Linked DNA regions of Zea mays: region 2 is linked to region 1. Evidence: chromatin contacts called from public Hi-C data. All regions are on one chromosome and are shown on one strand. The core of a region is the stretch at or near the end of the contact, and the rest is flanking DNA. Distances in the headings are between cores, read along the strand shown.

What was found. A called contact is a pair of places that touch in the nucleus more often than the background predicts.
Region 2: a Hi-C map of bundle sheath shows a contact between it and region 1, with 3 times the contacts expected there. The contact joins the promoter of LOC100284904 here to the promoter of LOC100383648 in region 1. A contact is called at or near these places in 5 of 25 Hi-C or Micro-C datasets (bundle sheath, endosperm, leaf and 2 more).

What each region holds. Positions count from the first base shown.
Region 1 is chr1:59,900,892-59,905,650 of Zm-B73-REFERENCE-NAM-5.0, reverse strand. It overlaps LOC100383648, which reads right to left and starts at 1,270. Exons shown (of 4, transcript NM_001176293.1): 1 at 540-1,270; 2 at 222-422. The coding sequence starts at 1,142.
Region 2 is chr1:60,232,090-60,237,145 of Zm-B73-REFERENCE-NAM-5.0, reverse strand. It overlaps LOC100284904 (beta-amylase), which reads right to left and starts at 2,295. Exons shown (of 2, transcript NM_001157799.2): 1 at 1,489-2,295; 2 at 328-1,380. The coding sequence starts at 2,211. The coding sequence ends at 490.

The DNA.
Region 1 (4,759 bases), core at 21-2,520:
AAATGTTCGCTGCAGCGGTGACTGAGGCGGCTGCCGGCTGTATTTTTTTAATACAATGTTACTGTAGATTGAACTGCAATACAGACAGCCGCAGCCGCTTCTAGCTAAAAAGAACCTGGCTAGATGTCTACATCCATAGTTTTAGTTCGTAAAAAACAGGGTATCATAAACAGATTCAGGTACCCAGATCAAACATCGCAAAGAGTAGTCATGGTTGTAACCTCATGGTTGTCCTCTGTTCCAAAATTGCCATGTCCAGTGGCATACTGTGGTGACGCCCAGGAAGGGAACTGGTCTCCACCAGCTTGCTCTGCCTCCTCACGACCTGCTGATGCCTGCATACCGCCATCAGACTCTGCGAGCTCCCCCAGCTGCCGAAGAATCTCCTCGTTCACCTTCCGGTCCGGCGAGATGCTCCGGTTCTTGTGCATCGGATAACCAGTCGAGAATTTAGGTCACAGAAATCAGAGTAAAACGTAGACATGACTGGTAAACTTTAGTGGGGCAGTGATGTATGGGGAAAAAAGCATTGCTACTACCTTGGGCGAGGGCGGCGTTAGGAGGGGTTCGAATCCATGGCAAGGGGTGGTGGGCACGATGAGATCCTCCAAACTCAGCACCTGGGGCTCCTCCCAGATGTTCCACCAGGCACCATCTTCGGCGGCCGGCTTGTCGAAGAGGGGCACCGCGAGGAGCGCGGCGAGGTCGCTCGCCGGAGGGCACCCGGAATAGGGCTGCACGGCGCAGCGGTCGTGGAGCGGCGGGTCACCGCCATCCCGGTGCCTCCCGAAGTCGCAGTTGGAGCAGAGGAAGGCGGAGGTCGAGGCGCGGCGGAAGACGGCCCCGGCGGCGCAGCAGCCGGCGCAGAGCGGGGCGCGGGCGTGGCGGGAGCAGACCCCGTTGGCGCCGTGCACGAGGCGGTCGCACGGCAGGCAGAGCCTGGCGGAGTCGGCGCGGCAGTAGACCGCCGCCGCCGCGGTCCCGCAGTAGTCGCAGGTCGCCGCCTCCGCGCCGGCGCCGTTGCCGGCCTCCGCCTCGCCGGGTGCGGGTTTCTTGGCCTCCTCCGCGTCCGCCGGCTCTGGTTCATGGTCCCGCCCCGCGCCCAACAACTCGTCCCGCCGGTCGTCGTCACCCTCACCCATGCCGTTGTTGTACTGGCGACGACAAGCGCTAGTGACTGAGTGCTGGATCGTGAGACTGGGCTAGAGTAGTAGGATGAGACGGTAGTCTGCGCCTCTGCGGAGTGGTGGAAGAGACGGGCCCTGTTTCGCTTCCGTTTGCCCCGACCGGCTTTGCTTGGGGGATAAGAAGGTGGAGACTGGACTGGAGCGAGAAACGTGAGCGCCGTAAATGCTGAAAGGGACAGCCTGAAAGGGAGGCGCAACGCACGACGTCGACGAAGGACGGAAGAACGAGAGCGGAGAGCCAGAGGCTCGCCCCGCCCCCTGTGCCTGTACCGTCTACCGTGTGCTGCTACTTGTCTGCTCGGCGACTCCCCGCGAAGGCGCGAAGCTTTGCGCTGGACTGGGCAGGTGTCCCGTCATCTCGTCGGTTACCTTGTCACCGCATCGGCCATCGGGTGTACGTGACCGATGACTCGGTGACCCCGCACAGGCACGGCACGGCGCCGACTCGTGATCTTTGCCGCGAGAAGCTCTTTTTGTTTCTCGACGTGATGGCAGTTGGCAAAGGCACTCGGGACGAGGTCGTAGTACCTACGCGCGCAGCGGCGCAGGGAGGGAGGTCATGCGGTGTGGTCGCTTTCGGAGAGGGGACAAGGACGAAGAGAAGGGGTCGCAATGGTCGTTGCTCGGGAGGGTAGGGCCGTAGGGGAAGGAGAGAACAAAAGCCACGGAGCAGCAGCAGCTTCGCCATGGTTCGACTTCGACGGGGACGGGATCTGGGAAGAGAGCAGGTGCACTTGTCTGGCGGGAAATATCTGATGTACGACCCGGCGGGAGATGCTGCCGTTGGTGGACAGCTCGGCGGCAGCGGAACCCGCGGGAGTTTCGTGACGTCACCAGTGACGATTTCGTCCCTCGAGTTTGGGGGTGGGGCTTTTATTTTTACACTACAAAAAGATAGTCTTCTATTTTTTTGTTAACGACTACTCAATCAAATGGACAAAGGAAGCTCCACATTGATTACTCTGAAAAAAGCGGTTGTGTCATGTACAAACGGTTTAGTGAGAATCACTAAAAGTTGTTTCATATATATTTCACAGTTTCATCTTAAGGCCGCTAAAAGAATGTCAACAGTTATTTTTAATTTTGCACTACGTAGAAATCCAGCTTTTAGAAAAAGTTATTTTCTAGATTGAGTCCTTTGGCTTGGCTTATGAAGATCAAAAACCAAAAGCCAAACAAAACACACCCTGAGGAACCAGCCTATTCATATGACATTGAGATTACTTGCAAAGCCAACTTGAAGAAAACCATTTGCGAGTCATGACTTCCACATACTACACACATGGATCTAAGGAACATGAAAAAACTCATATACTATCATCAAGTAACGCAAAGCTCAAGGTGGTTCACCTAAGGGTTAACAGGCCCCATATAAATCTGTATCTATTTGGTTGGTGCCTTCGTTTAGCACTTTTTGTGGCGAGCAAAACTAAAATACATTTACGATTGACTATAATAGCATCTATACCCCTACATGAATTTTGTTGATTAATAATAGCATAAGATTATTGAGATTATGTATGTTTTGCACAAACAATATGGGTGAGGTCACGCTAACGAAGATTGATTAGGCTTATGTAGTTTTCGTGTCCTCTGTTGATGGAAATCAATTGTCGGTTTCAAATGATGCGCCAGAAGGTTAAGCATCGACTAGTTCTAAGTGTTAGTGGAGTTGTTGGACTCTTAGAGTAGTGATATGACCTTTCTTTAGCCATACCATTAATAGGGCATGAGCAATTGAGCGGGTAGTTTGATCTAGGTAAGCCTGGTTAGGAGTGGTGTTGCACACTTTCGATAACAAGTGCTAAGTAAGGCCATAAGAAGTTTGAAACAAACCCCATCTGAAAAACGATCGAAAAGCATTTAGAGTCACTTGTTTCATCAATCTCAACATCATGCACTTCAACTATGGCATATGTTCTGTTGTGGACTATATGTTTTGCAATATGTAAAAATATCCAATAAGAACCTTCATCATATTTCTTCTCAATCATGCTCATTCTTGTGACTTCCTTGAGAACATAGCTGTTGCAATCAAAGACTACAAAATAAGCAATATTTGGATTCTTGCAATCAATGTCTCATATGGTGTCTTATTCAATAACTAATGGCATTAGAACTTATTGCTTGCATGACATGTTGTGTTGACAGTTTCTGTCTTAAAAGCACCACTCATATTATACTCGTTAAACATATGTCTTACCATATCAACAAGAGCCATATTCTTCCCCGCTCCATAACAAGACCATTCGTTTGTGGAGTATACTTAGCTAAAAATCATGTTTAATATCCATGTTATCGCATAACTCTTATATTCTCGCGAGTTTCTAAAGTGCTTCCATTGTCACTCGTTACTTTCTTGAATTTTAACTCAAACTCATTTTCACTTCTATTGTCAAATGATCTAAAGATGTCGAAGACCTCACTCTTGCCATTGAGATAGAAAGTATAGGAAAACCTTAAAAAGTCACACATTATAACAAGACTATGTTTATTGCCATCAACGCTTGTGTATGTAGTTGGTCCGAATAAACACATATACAATAATTCCAATGGCTCACTAGTGATTATTATTTTTTGTAGGGATGGGTATTTCCAACTTATTACCTACACCATATCTATATTAACCATAGATTGTTTTGCCGAATTGTCCACTCATTCATTGGACAGTTTATCAAAAGTACATAAAAGTAAACCACCTATGCACATCTCTGACTTGTTCACATTGATGATCTAACATATCACATAGACACATAAACTAAATAGAGCCAAGTGATACTCCTAAGTTCGAGATGTCTATATCCTTGACAGACACTTCGAGCTCGAGGCATATCCTTGGATGGTCCAACAACCCTCTCAACAACACACGTGCCTTAAGGGCTTAAGGAAATCTTATGTACATAACTACATAGCTTGATAAGTGAAAACACAAAATAGTATTTATACAACTTAACATTATTACCTGAAAAGGCCTTAAATGATTTATATTACTTGGGTAAATCCTACATAGTGTAATCCTATATTCACGATGAATAGTAAGAGCACTTTCGAGTTTTTGGTGACGATAACAGAAGGGCACCCACTAGTTATCCATTGGAAATTAATTTCTAATTTAGGACTCCCAAGTTTGGTGAAATATGGACGGTTATCCAGTTCACATGTCCCATATAGGAATATAGGATAGGCAAGAATCTTAATTAGTATTCTATATAACTCTAAAATTGAGAATTTAATGTAAACAAAAATCGTTGTAGACATCTAAATTTTTGCTTTGTTACGTATATATGTGACAAATACTTGACTTGGCGAGGGATATAAAATGTCGTTCCTTATGTTGTATGAGACGCATATCACGAACTATGAAGAATACTCTGTTTAAGCCAACTCAATAAGAGGATGATATTAATCAGGGGTGAAGACACGTTGTTTTTAGAGGGTGCAAACGCACCAAAAACATATAAAATATATAGATAGTTAAAATCTCACCATATATGCATGTCTATAATAGATCATTATCCATATGTTTGGTTGTATACACGAGCACAACCAGACTCGATCTACATATGCATTGA
Region 2 (5,056 bases), core at 1,046-3,545, 330 kb before region 1:
ACCTCTCAAGACATTAGAGAAGGTTGTTGATATTTGATTTCTACTGCAAGCTCAATCAAAATAGAAAGCATGCTCGCTTATTTTTTGTTGGCGTAGGCAACTTTAAAAATTAAAACCAATAAAATAGGGAACTATTTGAGCACATATATTTTTCTACTCCTTAAAGTGTTTTAGCAACTTCTTAAATCTATAATTTGGGGTGCTCAATTTACATAACTATTAGAAATGCTCTAAGATTACCAAATGCGGGAACAAGAAAAGATAAATAACAACTTCTTAAATTTAGCAATATCGTTTAGGGTACTATTGGAGACTTGTCTTTTTTTCTAATAACTCATTAAACTAAGATTTAGGAACTTTTTACATAAAGGTTAGAGATGCTCTATATACCATCTCCATTCTCGAATATTTATCACCCGCCCGTTTATTTTGAACTAAACAACGGAGGAAGTACTGTACATTAAGAATGCGCGACAAATGATTTGCCATTCACACGGTTTGCACCTCCCTTGTCGCTTGGTCCTTTGGGGCCGCCGCGGCCGCGGACGGCACAGTGAGCCGCTCGCCGCCGTCAGCGCTGGCTGGCAGGTCGTCCTCATGGGCCTCCTCGGGGCACTCCAGCGCGCGCACGAACTGCACGAACAGCGGCCAGTGGCCCGGCGAGAAGAACTCTGCGCCCATCCGCTGGTACGTGAACTGGCACGGCCGGGTGCGCCCGGCGGACAGCCAGACGACGCGCGTGGGGCCGTCGCCGTCGCTGCCGCGCGCCACGGCGAGAGGCGCGCTCTCCGCCGCGAGATGCACGCCGTGCTCCGTGCAGGCGGCCTTGACCTGGGCCAGGCGCTCCTCCGCCGTGGCGTCCGGCCGCGCCTCCACGCCGGCCGCGATCACCGCGCAACCGTGGCGCGCGAACATCTCGGCGACCGGGCCGTACCCGCCGTGGAATCCCGCGGTGGCGTCCGCGGGGCTCGGGCCCGTCCCCGGCCCTCGCAGGAGTGGCACCTTGGCGGACAGCTCCACGGGCTTGCCGCGGAACGCGCTGGACGCCGCGGCCAGGACACGGTCGCCGTGCGCCAGGAGCTCCCCGGTGTACCAGGACAGGAAGAACTCCCCGTAGGCCGACTTCCACGAGCCCCCCAGCTCTCTGAAGAAGGCGGACGACTCCGGCGACTCGTCGTCGTACCGCGGCCCGTCGTGTGGACCCGACAGGCCCCACAGTGGCTGCCCCGACGACTCGGCGTGACGCTTCAGCCGTGCCAGCATGTACTTGTCGTAGCACTGGAACTCGCCGACGCCGTCGAAGCCACGGGAACCCTGGTTCCCCGGCGGGTATGACGGGTACTGTAGCTCGCCGTTAGGACCCAGGCTGATAGTCACATCCTGTGCCATGAACGAACGAACCAAAGAGAGAAGATTCAGTTTCCCAAATTAAAAGAACGCAAAAAAGATTTTAAGTGTGTTCTCCTCCTGGACCAGGGCTCCTCTTACCGTGATCGTTGACCCGAACAAGTCATCGAACTCTTCAGCAAAGCTGCGGAAGAAGGCCTCGTAGGCCTGGAGCGGCGACTTGCCGACGAGCACGGGGAGCTCGTCGACGGCAAAGGAGAGGCAGCCCATGCGGCGGTGGCCGGAGCGGTCGGTGAAGAGGACGTCGGGGTCGGCGGCCGCCGCGTCGGCCACCCATCCGGGGAGCGCGTCGCCGTCGGTGCGGAGCGAGACGCGGAGGTCGAGCCCCGCGTCGCGGACCATGGCGGCGACGGCGCGGTACCCGGCCCACTCGAACCAGCCCCCGGGCCCGGGCTGCGCGACGGCCCAGGACACCGGCAGCTCCACGCCGTCGACGCCGAGCAGCTTGAGCGCGCGCAGCGCCGCCGAGACGGCCCTGGGGCGGCCCACGCCGCGGCCGTCGGAGACCACCGCGTCCGCGGGGAGGCCCACGAACAGCCTCACCGCGGTGTCCATTCCCTCGCCCTCCGCCGCCCGCTCGCCGCCGGCGGCCTCGGAGACGAGCGCCCGCACGGGGCCCAGATGCCTGCTGCTGCTAGCCCGGACAGCCCCGCTGACCGCACGCCGCGCCGCTCCGAGCCGGACGGCGCCTGCTCGCTGCTGGCCCTGGCCATGGCTAGCCAGCGACGCGTCCCCCACGCACCGCCACCTCGTCGGTGTCGCCGTCGCCGTCGCTGCCGCCTGCTGCGTCAGTGCTGCCTCCATTGGCTGCTGACTGCTGTCCTGTTCACCACGCTGGTCGGGGAGCGTCGATCGTTGGTTCGTTCGCTTGGTGGTGGTCGTAGTGTATTTTCCCTCCCAATTCGTCGGGGCGCGCGTATTTATGGACAGTAGGCCGGTGCCAGCGCCACGTCGCAGGGAGCCAGCGCGCCGCAAAAAAACACACAAGCTCATGTGCTGCTCAAGTTTATCGCCGGGTTTTCCTGCGCCGCTAGATTCTATCGAGCCACTGACGGCTGGGGCCCATCCGTTCTATCGCGTCAGATCTTGCCGCGCCCGCGCCGCCCCGCCCCGCGCCGCCCAGCCAGGTTGATTCGTCGAATGACGAGGTGGTGGGACTACCCTTGGAAAAGACGAGTGTGGGACCGACACTTGTCCTCGGAACGTGGGGCGGTTCGAAGGCGTTTCGCGTCATTTGGCAGTTGGCACCATCGGGAGCACAGTACGGATTACTACTTGTGGTTTGTGGATAAGGGTGGCACGTAGGAACGTGGAGGCGCCAGCGCCACGCAGACGCCGGCGAGGCCTGGCCGCGGACTGGGGTACGGGGCGCGTGCGGTGTGTCGCTGCCGCGGCGGCGTACGTGGAAGTGGAACGTGGTGTTGGTGTGGGCGTGTGGCTGGGCGGCGCCGAATCGCTGGCGCGAGCCGCGTTCGTGGCCACCGTTTCACCGCGCCTCGCCGCCGATCTTGGGGGCAGGGCCCAGGACGCGTTGCCGGGCTTCCTGCGTGCGCTCTGCATGCGACGGGCGACGGCTTTCCGCGCCATGCCATGCTTCCGAGTCCGAGCCATGTGAGAGGCTGGTTTTGGATATGGATCCAGCACCAACCGATCTGGAAGATGTGGTGGACACGTCTCTTATATGTCAAAAATTCAAAAACTGAAATGAGATGTATACACGAACATGGGTTGAAATGGACTGCGGCGTTCGGTCGGTCTTGCACATAGTGCTGGGAATATGGGGTAGAGCTTTTTGGCCAGCACGAGCATGGTACAAAAACATGAGCCCAAAACATGACCCGACACGAAATAATACGGACCGGGCTAGCGCGGCTTGAAGACGGGTCTGGGTCGGGCCTCAAATTCCAGCCTATAAGGCACCCGACACGACCCGCACAGATGGGCCGAACTTAGACCGACACGGTTCAATAAAGCCCAAATTGTTTAATTCCTTTAATTTAGTAGGCTATCGACTTTATATTATTGTGATATTTGGAGTTTATGTGGTTAAATGATGCTAGGATTCTTTAATATCTTTAATTTAGTAAGTTATGAACTTTTTGTTGTTGTAATATTTTGATTTTATGTGGTCAAATATATGGGTCGGGCTTGGGCCGACACGACCCAATGAAGGCATGACGTGATTTAGGGCCAAACTGAGCCACTGTTTTACTTCGGGCTGGCACGATATGTTCTAAAAATATTTTGGGTTTTCCTGATCTAAATCCGTTTGGTACGAAGCACGATAGGCTTAGAACCGGCTCAATGGCTACTAGCACGACGTGGTACTTTTTTTTTGGTGGCAAAGTTATTTGCGCTATTATGGTACTCGTTTGAGATGGTTTCTCTATAACGTGGTTTCTATATAACAATATTTACAGATTAGGCTTTTTTATAGTAGTGCTTACAAGTGACCAACTTTTCTAAAACAATATTTCATATTTATTTCATCCATCTCTATTTTCTTTTCCTAATTTCTACCGCTTAAAAAGATATTTTTTACCCTTAATCGGTCATAGTATATAAAGTATAACCACATCTGGTTTAAGAACGAATAAATACATTTAATTCTATATATACAACTGCATCGATGTGGCTAAAAAAGACTTTTCTAACCCAGATCGCGCCGGTGCTGTCGTCCTAGACATCAACGACAGCCGTGACCTGTTGTCCAACCAAAAAAATTAATTACGTATGGCTAGACGATCACGTCCGTAGCCACCGTCCGATGCTGACAAAGGAGAGTAGCCGTGAGCCAAGAGGCAAACCAGGAGGAGCGACTATCTGGGCCGGTTACCTGAGCAGGACGGTGATGGTTACTACTTAGGGCTTGTTCGGTTATTTTCAATCCATATGGATTGAAGGGGATTGATACGGATTGAGGGGGATTTTGACTTAACTAGGTCAGTGCCCGTGCGTTGCAACGGGGACCTATAATATCTCGATAATTTATATATACAAATGTGTTATGCAGTTATGAGATAAAGGATGACATTCGCGAGCTGTCCGGGCTGAATAATGTTTTCTATCTCCCAAGCCTTGTTTATTCTATAATAGAACATTTTTGAAGAAATGGTTCCGGCTGAATCGGAAGCTGCTTCTACTTCTGTGATTTGAGGCGGTTCCCACTTACCAAGCAATCTAAAATAGCATTTCCATCAAATATTCCAGAATTGAAGTACATAATAATCTGCCGTGACAATCTACTCAGTGCCTATGCCGTGACATTCCCTTTCTACCAAGAAGCCAACTCGTAAAAGAGACCTCACCAGATGATGCACCGCAACCTAGCTTTGCACGAAGGCGAGGGTCTCATAACAATATAACACATTTATATATAAGTTATCATGATATTATATGTTCCCGTTGCAACGCACGGGCACTAACCTAGTTTAATTATAATTTAAGCGGGGATGGGGATCTCCGACGGGGATTTATCCCCGCGGGGAACGGGGATGGGGAAGAAATGTCCCCCGCAAACGTTCGTGGGGATCCCCGCGGGGAAATTTTTTCGTCGCGGGGACGGGTTTGGGGAGCTAAAACCCGACGGGGAATTCCCCGTTGCCATCCCTCCGCAGGCTTGTTGACCAGTTCACCAGTCCAATTTCAA